3 separate regions of the Mus musculus genome follow, and regions 2 and 3 are each linked to region 1. The links are chromatin contacts, called in public promoter capture Hi-C maps. All regions are on one chromosome and are shown on one strand. Each heading gives the region's core, a stretch centred on a gene start, on an enhancer-like site or on the middle of the called end of the contact. The rest is flanking DNA. Distances are from core to core; before and after follow the strand shown. Region 1 holds the start of Bmp8a (bone morphogenetic protein 8a). Region 2 has its middle 13 kb from the start of Ppie. Region 3 holds the start of Nt5c1a (5'-nucleotidase, cytosolic IA).

Region 1 (4,549 bases), core at 1,160-3,659:
TCCTCCCCCTCCTCTTCTTCCTTGTTCTGTTTTTGTTTTGAGACAAGGTATGACTGTAGCTATGAAGGTAGTCCTGGTTGTCTTGAACCATGTAAATTATTCTGGCCTTGAATTTACAGCCGTCTTCCTGAACCTTCAGTTGTTCTGTGTTGAAGTTCACTCCAGTTCTCCCTCCCAGCCCCACGCTCCCAAAAATAACAGACTCAAAATATATTTACAAATACCTTGACCATATAACTAAACTAGGCTCTTCTCTGACTAGATCATAACTTCAAATAACTTCAATCTACACTTTGTCACATGGCTGGTCACCTGTGCTCAGATACCATCTCAGGTGGCATCTATCTCATCACATCTTCTTGGGTGAATCTCCCAGAATCATTACTGCCTACAGGATGTCTCACCTCCTATTTCCTACCTAAGCTATAAATGATGCTTATAAGAGATTCTACAGCTCTGTGTCTTAAAGGGGGCTTTGAAGCAGTATGGAAATTGACCTGTTGGATAAAAGACAGACTGCACATGCTTATTTGAAGGGTTGAGTTGATACCTGAAACTTTGAAACAAGACTGGAGAAATCTGGGTTTAGTTGCCAGAACATCAGGTGGCTCACAATGGGCTGTAATTCCAATCGCCCTCTTCTGGCGTCAGAGGACACTTGCACACAGGAGGTGCACACATTTAAGAAAAAAGAAAAATGGGCTGGTGAGATGGCTCAGCGGGTAAGAGCACTGATTGCTCTTCCCAAGGTTCTGAGTTCAAATCTCAGCAACCACATGGTGGCTCACTACCATCCGTAATGAGATCTGATGCTCTCTTCTGGTGCATCTGAAGTCAGCTACAGTGTACTTATATATAATGATAAATAAATCTTTGAGCTGGAAGAGACTAAGAGAGCAGAGTTGGGGGCTGGAGAAATGGCTCAGTGGTTAAGAGCACTGACTGCTCTTCCAAAGGTCCTGAGTTCAAATCTCAGCAACCACATGGTGGCTCACAACCATCCATAATGAGATCTGATGCCCCTTCCTGGGGTGTCTGAAGACAGCTACAGTATACTTAAATACAATAAATAAATAAATCTTTAAAAAAAGAGAGAGAGAGAGCAGAGTTGGCCAGAGCAAGAGGGGTTGACCAGAGCAAGTAGAGGTCCTAAAAATTCAATTCCAAACAACCACATGAAGGCTGACCTGAGGTAAAGTGCTTAGCACTCAGGTTTCCCGGTTTTTTGTTTGTTTGTTTGTTTGTTTTGTTTTGTTTTAAGCCTTTGTGGGGCACAGTAGCACATGCCATAATCCCAGAGGCAGGGATAGGCAGGCATATCTATGAGTTTGAGGCCAGCCTGTTCTATAGGTCAAGTTCCAGGTCCGCCAATGCTACATTGTGAGAACCTACCTCAGAGCGGGGCAGGGCTGGTATAGAAATCTGGAGAAGACATTCAGAAATAGCACCTCCCAAGGGGAAGGAAAAAAACAAGCTATCGGTCTTAGACCTCAAGTGGCTGAAGGACAGAATGTATTCGGTGTCTACTGTATCTTTACATCCTTCAGTGATGTTACCGATATGGACCAGAGGTGCAAGGAGCTGGGCGCCATTGCCCTCGTATCAAACTCCAGACCGCAGGTGGAAACAGATCCAAGACCCCCTGGATCTGGAGCCCAGTCAACCCTCAGCGCTCTTGTTTGTTCAGGAATGTGAAGATTAGGCAGGTTGAGGTTGTCACTCCCATCCCGTGTGACAGAACTTGAAGGAAGGGGGATCATCGTGATCTGTGAACAGAATTTCTCAAAAATTATTTTGTTAATAAATTGCTTTGTGTAAGCTAAGAAAGAAAGAGAGGGGTAAAAAAAGGAAGAAGAAAAGGAAAAGAGGCAGCTGTGTGCCTATAGTGGCTTGTAAACACTAATAGGTCTGAAAGCCCTGTTACCTGTCATTATGACACTCCCAGTCTTGACACAGCCAGTCCCTCTGCTGGGTGCTTTCCTCCTACTGACTTCCGTCTTTCCTGTTCTATTCCTTCCAGCCTCCCGGAGCTCTTTCGCTGCTCCACTTGAGCCACACCAACACCTTTATGGTCTGTATCAGTGCTGTGGCAGCCGCCTTGGGAGGCCGGAGTGCATAAAGGGGCGGAACCAGTCAGGGAGTTTTTGCAAGGTCTCTTTCTTGCAAGCCCCTGGGGAGTTGTCACAAATGAGATAAGCGAAGGTGACCCTACTTCAGGAGGCTCAGAGCCCTATCCTGGGTTGGATCTACAAAGGGAACCGCTGGGTGAAGAAGAAGTCTGGAGCGGAGGAGTAGCGGGGGCTGGGCCCTGGTTCCTGCTGGCAACGGAATGTGTGCCCCACCCTCGCTGCACTGCTGGCACCCGCCCCGCCCCGACGGCCGGAACTAGGGGCGCATGCAGAGACTTCCAGAGCAGAAGGTGAGACACTACGGGTCCTACCGCTGCTCCGGGACTCAGGATCCCACCCTGGTGCCTGCTTCAGAGGCCCCAATGTCTCCTCGTGTAGCCAGGTATGAGCCCCGGAAGCTGGATGGGGACCCAAGACACCCTTAAAGGCCTCTCTTCAGCCCGTTCGTTCCCACCTACGGGTGCACCAGGCGGCTCCCACCACTTCGCGCACAAGTAGTAGTGCGACCATCCCCAGGCGTCTTTCCGCACTCGGACCCGCCCCCGTGATCCCATTGGCTGGTCGGGGAAGGGGCGGGGCCGAGGAAGAGCGCTCGGCGGTCTGAGCTGCCACCAAAGTCCTCCTGCGGACACTCGCAAGTCAGCGCCGTGAGAGCCCACGTTGCTCTGAGGGACCTACCGACGCGGCGATCGCCTGCCGAGTGCGTGGTGAGCAGCTGCTGTAAAGCTGCCAGCGACAGGTGCGCCGTCTGGTCCTCCCCGTCTGGGCGTAGCGCCCGAGCCCGACCAGCTACCAGTGGATGCGCGCCGGCTGAAAGTCCGAGATGGCTATGCGTCCCGGGCCACTCTGGCTATTGGGCCTTGCTCTGTGCGCGCTGGGAGGCGGCCACGGTCCGCGTCCCCCGCACACCTGTCCCCAGCGTCGCCTGGGAGCGCGCGAGCGCCGCGACATGCAGCGTGAAATCCTGGCGGTGCTCGGGCTACCGGGACGGCCCCGACCCCGTGCACAACCCGCCGCTGCCCGGCAGCCAGCGTCCGCGCCCCTCTTCATGTTGGACCTATACCACGCCATGACCGATGACGACGACGGCGGGCCACCACAGGCTCACTTAGGCCGTGCCGACCTGGTCATGAGCTTCGTCAACATGGGTGAGTGCAGGGCGTCAGGGATCCGGATGGGGCGGTAGGTGGAGGAGAGGGTGGCCGCCTGTCGGGGGATGATGCCCTCGGGTAATACAAGGCCCCTGGGACAGGGAGCCATGGTTCAGTAAAACCACAGGGAGGGGCGACTGCAGGAGATCAGGATTGGAAGGTCCGTTTTTTGCGCCTGTGCCCAGGGTCTTTGCCCCACTAAGGCACCCAGGAGTTGGGATCTGGAGATGTCCAGGTCCCCTAGGTAGCATCGGAAAACAGTCCTGGGTATACTGATGAGTAACCAGACCGTGATGCTGTCACTGTGATAAACGCAGCCCTGAAGAGAGGGAGGGACAAAGTTCAGTGTGGAAACCTGTGGTCATATCAAAATGACCAGAGCTGACCCTCACGCCCGGACAGCGGGCTCTTTCTGTGGGTGACTGGGTGGGGTGCAGTGTCAGGAGGTGGAGTGGACAGACTCAGACATGACTGTAGTCCTGTGGGCCTGGGCTCTAGCAGCTGGACCTTGGCCTGGCACGGAGAGTGTTCAGGCCAGTGAGTGACCCAAGGGGCAGCTGTGAGTCCATTCTCCCGAAGCGTGGCTCCTCCTTTCTCCAGGGACCTATAGACATCAGGACCACTTTCTCCTACGAGTCTTTTATTTTTTTAACTTACATGTATGAGGGTTTTACCTGCATGTGTGTCTGTGTACCACATTCATGCCCAGTGCTGGCAGAGGTTAGAAGAGAGCATCAGATGCCCTAAAACTGGCATCACAGTTGTGAGCAGCCCTGTGGGTGCAGGTTCTCAAGAAGATCCTAAACATGGAGAGGTAGCAGTTACAGCCCCACATGTGGTCTGTCCTGAGTCCCCTCCCTGCCCTCTAAGCAGGAGAGAGTATATAGATCCCTGCTGCCCTGGAACTTTCAGTCCCAAACACCCACCTTCTCCCTGTGCTGTGTTCCACCCTACCTTGGCCACCACCAGCTATGGATGGGGGGTTGGGTAATGCTCTCTGCCTGCCTTCAGGTAGGGAAACAAGTGGCTCCTGAGCCATCCTCCAGCTATAACCCCCACCTTTAAATTAAAAAAAAATTGTGTGTGTGTGTGTGTGTGTGTGTGTGTGTGTGTGTGTGTGTGTGTCCGTACAAGATTTTCCTGTCTGTCTGTATATGTACCAAGTGCATGCAGTGTCTCATGGGGGCAGAAGAGGGTGTCAGATCCTCTGGGACTGGAGTCAGAGATTATAGGAAGTCATGAGCAGCGAGTGCTGAGCCTACTCTGCAG
Region 2 (4,549 bases), core at 1,120-3,619, 190 kb after region 1:
CTATCAGGTTGTTTCAGCAGTATGTTAGGCATTGCGGTATTCTGCTTTTATGGGGAAGGAAGAATGGATGGAGAAAAGAAGGGGGGGGGAAGGAAGAATGGATGGAGAAAAGAAGGGGGGGAAGGAAGAGAGACATTTGCATATTGTTAGGACTGGACTTTGGTGGCAAATAGATCTTGAGTAGTATCTCAGAATTACCTTTTACTATGTACAACTTGCACAAATCAAATAGATCACTCTGCTTTTGTTAGACTCCATATATTCTCCAAATAGCTGCACAAGATTTTTAAAAAGGATGGGACATCAATTTGTGGCCTATGACTGCCCCCTAGAGGCAATATTAAAATACTGCTCCATAACTGTGTTAACTATAGTCTCAGAACTGTCCAGCCCAAAAGCCAGCAGTTTCTGCAAGTTAAACAGTCCCTTAGTTGATAATTAGTCACCGGAGTCTCTGCGTTCTTTGAATGGAAAGTCCGTGCTTCTTCGTGGGGATTAATAAGAGTTAGAGGCCTAGGAATATTGGTCAGGTAGTAAAATCCTGTCCTGAAAGCACAGGTCCTGAGTTCACTCCCTAGAAGCCAAATTTTAAAAAACAAAAACAAAACAAAACAAAAGGAAAAAAAGGGTGTGTTTCAGGATACGGTGGCACACACCTTTAATCCCAGCACTTGGGAGGCAGAAGCAGTCGGATATCTGAGTCAGAGGCCAATTTGTTCTACAGAACTAGTTCCATGAGAGCTGGGGCTACATAGACAAACTCTGTCCTTAAAAACCAAACAAAACTAAACCAGACAAACAAAGAAACAAACAGGTGTGATGGTAGTCCAGCATGGGGGGTGGGCAGAGACAGGCGATCCCTGGAATTCACAGGACAGCCAGCCTAACCTATTGGGTTGGCTAGTGTGGGTACAGGCAAACAGAAGAGCCCCAAAGAACCAACCAAGTCCTATGAAAATTTACCCACCACCAATAACAACAACCATGCTTTAAAGAAACAGACTACCCCTGGGTTATGCAAACTACAGCAAACAGCCAACTAAACAAACCCAACAAACAGACAGAAACCCAAAGGAATATGACCCAGTGCATCTTATTAGGCTAAAAAAGGTCTACAATTGTTCATCCTAAACTTATATAAGTTTGGGAGACCAGAGAGATAGGTCAGTGTCTAAGAGCATATACTACTCTTGCAGAGGCCCCAAGTTCAGTTCTCAGCATCTGTTTGGTGGCTCACAACTACCTGTAACCCCGGCATCCTCTGACTTTCAAGAATACCTGTGTGCACATATGCACACACACTTGTGTAAGCACACACATGCACACACAAGCACACGCATGCACACAGGTGCACACAGTATATATCTTTACATTTATATGAGTTTGGGAGTTAAAAGATATGTATATCTGACTCCATAGTAATATAGTACAGCTGGACTAACTTCACACAGTCAAGTGTCCCAGTGACAAAATATATTAAGCAGATACATAGAAGTTTGAGCGTGCCTCAGAAGCTCAGAATAGGTTTTAATGCCCCTCAGGTTTACTCAAAAATCTTTCTTTACCTCCAACAAACAAACAACAAAAGTATCTGCTGCTAGTTTTCAAAAAACAATTAATTTTGGAATTACCAATAAGGATTTTAGACCTACACAACCAATGCCCAACTAACCCAGGATGGTATGAAAAAAGAAAATTCAATCCAAATTTAGTCGTGAATATATTGGCAGAAATACTACAGTAAACACTAAAAAAATAGAATCTGGTATTGTATAAAATCAGTATGTCCTGGGTCAGGGGACCTGGCTCAGTTGGCAAAGTGCTTACCATACAAGTGTGAGGACCCAAGTCTGGGTTCCCAGAGCCCATGTTAAAAAAAACAAAAACAAAAACAAAAAAAACCTGTTTCAGTGGATTTGAGCACCTGTCATGCTGATGGAGGTGGAAACAGGATTCCTGGAGCTCACTAGCCAGCTAGCCCAGCAGAGTCACCCAGCTCCATGTTCAGTGAGAGACCTGCTCTCAACCTCTGGCTTCCACATGCATGTACATGCCCACACACGTGTACACTCAAATCATGTATACACGGACAAATATACAAATACTCCCACACATGCACGCACGCCTTCTGGTCATCGGGATGGATGTGCAGCGTCACTTTAAGAGTCAAGCTCACTGCAGAGCCCAAGAAACACAGGAGACACACTTACACCTCACTGAGAGGCCCAACAGTTGTCCACCACCCGAGCCCTGCTGTCGCTACATCCTAGGGGAACATGCAGCTGCTATGGACAGCAAGGCCTGAGGGAATCACTCTGGCTCAGCGTGCTGGCCTGCATCTCTCACTGCTTCCTACAGCTCTAGTTGTGTGAGCAGATGGCCTGACGCCCACCATCAACACCTCCAAGCCCACACAGCAAAGGCTGCATACACAATGCCCCCACTTATCTTCCCTTTGCAGTCTCCTAGGAAACAGGAGAGTTGAAGACCAAGGTCAGTGCTGTTCGAGCTTGCAGACTGATATGCATTTTCTCTTTATTCACAAATGGACAATTTAAAGTTAGGAAATTGGAAATCTGTCACTCTGGATGCCAGTTAGATGGTAAAGGGGGGAAATGACATGTTTTTCTTTTCCTTTTAGATTTATTTATTGTTATATGTAAGTACACTGTAGCTGTGTTCAGACACACCAGAAGAGGGTGTCAGATCTCATTATGGATGGTGGTGAGCCACCATGTGGTTGCTGGGATTTGAACTCAGGACCTTTGGAGGAGCAGTCAGTGCTCTTAACCACTGAGCCATCTCTCCAGCCCAATGAGTTTTTCTTCTTTCTTTCTTTCTTTCTTTCTTTCTTTCTTTCTTTCTTTCTTTCTTTCTTTCTTTCTTTCTTCCTTCCTTCCTTCCTTCCTTCCTTCCTTCCTTCCTTCCTTCCTTCCTTTCTTCCTTTCTTCCTTTCTTTTCTGTTTTGTTTTTTTGTTTTTCAAGACAGGGTTTCTCTGTGTAGCCCTGGCTGTCCTGGAACTCACTCTGTAGACCAGACTGGCTTCGAACTCAGAAATCCGCCTGCTTCTGCCTCTCAAGTGCTGGGATTAAAGGAATGTGCCACCACTGCCCGGCAAGTTTTTCAAAGATACACAAGCAGCACTAAGAAAGTTAAACACCATCATAATCATTGTCGTCATCATCATCATCGTCGTCATTGTTATTTTAGTTGTTAGCAAGGGCTGAAGAGATGGCTCAGTTCTTAAGAGTATTTGCTACTCTTGCAGAGGACCTGGGTTTGGTTCCCAACATGGGTATGGTAGTTTACAACTACCTGTACTCCAGGTTTGGTGCCCACTTCTGGCTTCCAGGGGCACTGCAGGCACATGGTGAACTTACATACACTTAGGAAAAGTATAAGTACACACTTATATTCATAAAAATATGAATAAATAAATAAATAAATAAATGTTTAAACTTGACAGCAAATTAAAAATGGAAGGCAGGGACCAGTCATAGTGGCACGCCCTCTAATTCTAGCATTGGGGAGGCAGAATTTGGTAGATCTCTGTGATTTGAAGGCTAGCTCGGCCTACAAAGTTAGTTCCAGGACAGTCAGGGCTACATAGTGAGACTCGGTCTCAAAAAACAAAACAAAACAAAATAAACAAACCAACTAGAGAGAATGAGGCAGCACCGTCTCTCCATGTAGACGATATTCCTGCCAATTCAGAAAAATCCAGAGAAAAACTAACTGAACTAGGAGAGTTCCACAGAATGGCTAAGAATGTGATCGATAACAACAGCCAAATCCAGTATATTCATATTTAAAAGAATAAGAAACCAGAAAGTGTGATGAGTGAAAGGATTCTGGCCCAGAGCTCACCAACCAGACTAGGCTGGCCGGCGGTCTAGAGAGGCTCAGGGATCCACTTTGTTCTATCTTCTTCCTAGTGCTCAGATTGTAAGTGCCCACCACACGCATGGCATCTTCACAGGAGTACCAGCGCCAGATTCAGTCCTCATGCTTGTGTGACAAGCACTTCACTGAGAGAGCTGCCCCCAGGCCTGACAGCTTTCTTTTTCTTTTCTTTTTCCTTTCTATTTTCTTTTCTTTTCTTTCTTTCTTTCTCTCTCTCTATTTTTTTTTTATTTTTTTACTTATTTGAGTGTGCACACATGCACTCTGCAGGGCACATGCAGGGCACATGCAGGGCACAGAGGACAGACAACTCTCAAGAATTGGGACAAATTGATATTCTGTTATTGGAAACACCACATTAAAAATGCATTTATTTGTTTCTACCTTTAGCTATCACAAGTAGGAAAGACACCATTAGTGAACATTTGTGAATGAATAGTGGAGATATCTGTTTTTGAGGATAGGAACCCAGAGTGAATATTCTTGAGGATGTGGTCATTCTATGCTTAATTGTTTTTGAAGAAGAGTCAAATTATTGAGACTCACCATTGCAAATTCCCACTAGCAATGTCCAAGTGTTTCCACTTCTCCACATCCCTGTTGTCTTAGTCAGGGTTTCTATGCCTGCACAAACATCATGACCAA
Region 3 (4,549 bases), core at 1,165-3,664, 140 kb after region 1:
GACATGACTGATCATGGCCTGGTTCTCTGATGCTCAGGGAGGAAGTGGATTTTTGAACAATGAAGGTTCTCTCCTGTTTTCCAGCAGGCTCTCCTCCCCATCCCCGGGACCAGACATTATTTGTCCAGCTTTGCTATCTCATTAGCAAGACTGCTGCCAGACCCGCCCTTTTCAATCCACCCGATAAACAGCCCAGTGTGATTTTCATAAAATGAAAGTGGAACCAAATTAATCCCTGATAAGTAATAATAATAATAATAATAATAATAAAGATCCTGCAACAGTTCCATTATGATGCTGATATTTTTAAAGGTAGGTTGACCATTTAGTCAAATGAATTCTTAGGCAGAACTCCCCCCCCCCCCGCCATGTGTAAACCAAGGATATAACTGCTATACATCTCTTTTACAATTCAGCTCTTATATCTATACATCTATATGAGTGCATTTGTTGCAAAACTAATCAATAAAACAACACCTTGGGAACTGGAGAGATGGCTCAGTAGTTAAGAGCCCTGACTGATCTTCCGGAGGTCCTGAGTTCAATTCCCAGCAACCACATGGTGGCTCACAACCATCTATAATGGGATCCGACGCCCTCTTCTGGTGTGTCTGAAGACAGCAACAGTGTAACCACATACATGAAATAAATACATCTTAAAACAAACATACAAACAAAACAACAACAAGAAAACCCCAGCAGTTTAGGTGACAATATGTTTGAAAGCAGGGGTTAGGTCGCCACCATAGACACAAGAAGTTTCAGTATCCAGCCAATTTATTTTTATGTTTCTGCACAGTTCTGAGAGAGTCCAGTTTGCACCCCCAAATACTTGAACATGGGAAGAGCTGCTTTATTTTCAAATATTTAAAGTACTCTTTCTAAAAGAAAGGATTCACAGGTCTGAAGACTGCTTGAGACACAGGGTTCCACAGAACCCAGCGTGAAAGCCTCAGCCCCGTTAAATAAGGTTCTGGCCCTTTCACAAGGTACTCAGTCAGAGGGGTCCCTTGCCTGGGAGCCTTTTGAGTCCTTGTAACACTTTCCCCAATGATCCTGCATGTCTAAGTGTGAATTCTGAACAAGTTCTTGAGCTTCAAAGACAGCTTCTTGCTTTTCACTCACTCCTCTGCCCCTCCCACCCTCCCAGGAGATCCCACCCACTGAAGCTTTAAGATCAGCTCAAAAGTCATTATCCCAAAGCCTTCTCAGTGGCAGTCACCCCCTCCCCCCCAGTGCTCCCACAGCATGTAGGATCTTTTACCTGAGAATCCACCATCTCTAGAGCCTCCGTGGTCACACTCCAAACTCCTGAGACAGGCAGACCACACTTAATATCTCTGTCACCAGGATGAGCCAAGGCCTAGAGGTGACTGTGGATGGGGTAGCCTCCTGGGTAAAGTCGTTGTAGTGAAGCAGTGGAATGCTTTAAGGTCGGACTGGAAGTCCTTGTGTAACGCCTTTGGGTCCCTTTCTATTCTCAATCCCTTGCCCAAGTTCCTGGGTCTAAGGCGGAGAGGCGTGAACAACGCTAAGGTATCATGAACTTTCCTAACAGAGGAAGAGGAATGCTTGCCTCTGTGTGAAGTTGCAAATGGTTGATGCCACCACTGAGATCAGAAGCAATGTCTAAGGTGCAAAGCCCAGCGCTGGGAGCTCCAGAGCCTGGGAGCAAAGCCCTGAGCCTAGAGCAAGTAATCGTTCCTTTAAGATGCAGGGAGAGTGACCTGATCCCCCGGGGTCTGGGTATTCAGTTAGAGCCCAAACGCCGAGGCTTGGGCCAGGAAGCTGAACTGACTGCACAGATGGAGGAGACCTGAGAGCCCAGCGAGCAACCGGGTTCCCAGAGTCGAGTTAGGAGTTACGGAGCCCAGGGCGCTGCTCCCGGGTTGCTGACCAGCTCTGCCAACAAGTGCAGTCCGCGCGTTCAGGTTGCCAGCGCCGGAGGGGATAGGCCCCTGATGACAGCATGGGGGAGGGGTATTCTGGAGTAGAACCTGAGCCCGGGATTGGGGGGAGGGGGTGCGGAGGCACTGCCACTATAGCAGAGCTCCCAAAATAAACTGGAGCCCCAGCCAACTGCTGGGCACATTCTGGGGCGGAGGAGCCTTGTCACCTTCGGGAGGGGTTCCACGAGGCCCTTTCCAAAGGGCTTGAGACCCGTCCCTAGAAATGGCCCTTCCCGTGTCCCCCCAAATCCAAGCCCTACTTTTACCGATTTGGGTTTCTTCTTGGACGAGAGGTTGTCATAGAAAGTCTTGGCTTCCTCCCAGCGCGGTACCGCGGCGGTCTCTGCCCCTGGCCCGGGTTCGCGGGCCTCCCGGGGCTGCCCTGGTTCCATGCTCCGACTCGGATTCTATCCGGCCCGGCGGGAGAAGACAGCAGTGGAGACGCGGAGCTCTCGGCACCGGGCTGAGGGAGGGAGGCGCGTCCCGGGTGGGAGAGGCAGGCGGGCAGGGCCGGGAGGGAGTGCGAGTGAGCCTGCCCCGCCCGCCGGGGGTGGGGGGTGGGGGGGACCGTCAGGTCCGAGCCGCCCTCTTGGCATTTAGGGGAACTCTGATTCCTCGACCGACCCGGGTCTGAAGCAAATGGGGAGCAGGTGCAGTCTGCTTTCTGGAGCAGGCCGAGTGGAGCCAGGCTTGTGGAGTACTGCGGCTTCGGGGTTGCGGGGATGAAGTTCAAGGGCACCGAGAGAGGAGGAAGCCTAACATTTTCCCCTCCTAACACGATAATGCCCAAACCAGAAAATGAATAGTAAGCGCTCCTCCAAACTAACAGGTCTCCTACCCCTATCAGATGCCAGCATTGGACCCTGCGTGATCCGTCGCCTTTCTCCACATTCCAGTCTATCCTTGGACCCAGGGAAGTGTTGGATGGACAGCCTGGTTCATGAACAGGAAGCCTCATTGCGTGTAGGGGAAAGTGTGGGACACAGTTCTTACACAGGCGAAGGGGCTCTTGAATCTAAGGCGATGTTATGCTCGCCTAATGGGCGACACAGTCAAGAGTGATTCCAAGGGACTGGATTCATGTCGGCTCCCCTGTTGGCCAGCAGGGGGCGTGCATTTTCAAGTCCCGCGCGCTGAACTTGAGATGGTTACAGTTGTGAGGAAAGGAAGGGAGGAATGGAGTCTAGAACCCAAAGGATTTTAGCCTAGCATTTTGGAATTTCAGGGTATTTTTCACGCTGGTGCAGAGCTCTGAATTATCTGCCTCAAGGCAGAGCCATCTCTCCGACATGGATTGGAGATGCCTGAAAAACATTGGTTTAGCTGACGGGTGGTGGTGGTGGTGGTGGTGGTGGTGGTGGTGGTGGTGGTGGTGGTGGTGAGGTTCCTTTGCCTGAGACCCCTGGGACAGAGTGGAGCTCTGTCCAGCCTCCACCATGTCTAGAAGGAACCAAGTAAACTTTGTACTGTAGTTATTTCCTCCTGATCGAAACACTCCCTCCTGGGAGGCTCTGAGGCCCAAGAAACTCAAAAGATTCGGGGAGCCTAGAGAATTCTAAAGATTTGGGGTCCCTGCCTAGTTATACAGATATCAAAGTTACCCGCTGTTGGGAGAGGAAGGGCACCTTTGGTGGTGTAGCTGCCCTCAGGTCACACAGGGAACTCCAGTGTTTCAGTTTTCCTGAGTCAGCACCCGTGCTGGGCTTTTTGGTGATGCAGTTTCCAGAGTTGCTCAGATTCCTGTAAATAACCCTCACCCACACACATGTTAGTAACCCCAGTGAACTCACCAGCTCAGTAAGCCGAGCCTTTGGGTACCACCCTTTATCTGGAGTGAACAGAGATATCTCCACTGGAAAAGCAGTAGCGTAGATTTGGGTAAATGAGAGGGGAAGTTAAAAAATAATAAGATTGGTAAAGTAAGTTCAGATGTTTCCAGATTTGGATGGATTGGGGTGTGTGTGTGTGTGTATGAGAGAGAGAGAGAGAGAGAGAGAGAGAGAGAGAGAGAGAGAGAGAGAGAGAGATTTGCTTACATAAAAGGGAATCCATCCCCAGCAATTTGGATCTGTGTGGCTGGCTTGAAAGGATGACCTGGGAAAGTCAAATTTCCCTTTCTTTAGAATGTGGGGTTGGGTGTCAGCCTCAGGCAAGACAGTGGGTGTTATGAAGTGTTAGACGTCCACCTAAATGAGCCCCTGCAGAGTGGTCAAACTCCACCTCAAACAGAGGGATGTGAGCAGAGAAGTCTTTGTGAGCCAACTGAGGTGACCACCAGGTAGAATATGGGGACGAACGGACGGACAGAGGACCCCGTGAGTGAAGCCTTGCCCCGAGGGTGCTGCCTCTGGTCACAGCTCCGTAAGCCCTGGCTATTGTGGCTCTCTCCCGATTTCCATGACTTTCTCTTTTTAAAGGCTGAATGGTTGAGAAGTGGGGTGATTACTCCCTGCAGCGGGGCTGGGGTCCTGGAAATGTAAGTTAGCTCAGTTTCCCACGGGGTTCTTTCTGCCGTTCAATGGATGTCCCAGAGAAGAAAGTTGGTAGCCATTCTTTCGCTTGATGCCCCTGCTTTCCTTGGCTACTTATGATAATAAGTC

Evidence for each region. Promoter capture Hi-C pulls out the DNA fragments that hold promoters and counts their contacts.
Region 2: a contact with region 1 is called in a promoter capture Hi-C map of hippocampal neurons, with 2.4 times the contacts expected there. The contact joins the enhancer-like site here to the promoter of Bmp8a in region 1. A contact is called at or near these places in 9 of 39 promoter capture datasets (the 3T3-L1 cell line, 3T3-L1-derived adipocytes, the HPC-7 cell line and 6 more), 6 of 484 Hi-C or Micro-C datasets (the C2C12 cell line, the G1E-ER4 cell line, brain and 3 more), 2 of 115 datasets of contacts at active chromatin or transcription factors (both in embryonic stem cells) and 1 of 9 other capture datasets (adipose tissue).
Region 3: a promoter capture Hi-C map of embryonic stem cells shows a contact between it and region 1. The contact joins the promoter of Nt5c1a here to the promoter of Bmp8a in region 1. A contact is called at or near these places in 11 of 39 promoter capture datasets (the 3T3-L1 cell line, the HPC-7 cell line, cranial neural crest and 7 more), 5 of 484 Hi-C or Micro-C datasets (the G1E-ER4 cell line, the HL-1 cell line, cardiomyocytes and 2 more), 1 of 115 datasets of contacts at active chromatin or transcription factors (embryonic stem cells) and 1 of 9 other capture datasets (adipose tissue).

Annotation. Positions count from the first base shown.
Region 1 is chr4:123,341,112-123,345,660 of GRCm38.p6, reverse strand. It overlaps Bmp8a (bone morphogenetic protein 8a), which reads left to right and starts at 2,409. Exons shown (of 7, transcript NM_007558.3): 1 at 2,409-3,277. The coding sequence starts at 2,953.
Region 2 is chr4:123,150,986-123,155,534 of GRCm38.p6, reverse strand. No RefSeq gene overlaps it. Among named protein-coding and RNA genes, the nearest start is that of Ppie, 13 kb to the right of the region's middle. Within about 2 kb of position 2,369, at least 12 of the 459 cell types and tissues checked have an H3K27ac peak or open chromatin away from gene starts, as enhancers often do. A contact at or near this core is called in cerebral cortex and hippocampal neurons, where this site is marked.
Region 3 is chr4:123,199,350-123,203,898 of GRCm38.p6, reverse strand. It overlaps Nt5c1a (5'-nucleotidase, cytosolic IA), which reads right to left and starts at 2,414. Exons shown (of 6, transcript NM_001085502.2): 1 at 2,216-2,414. The coding sequence starts at 2,341.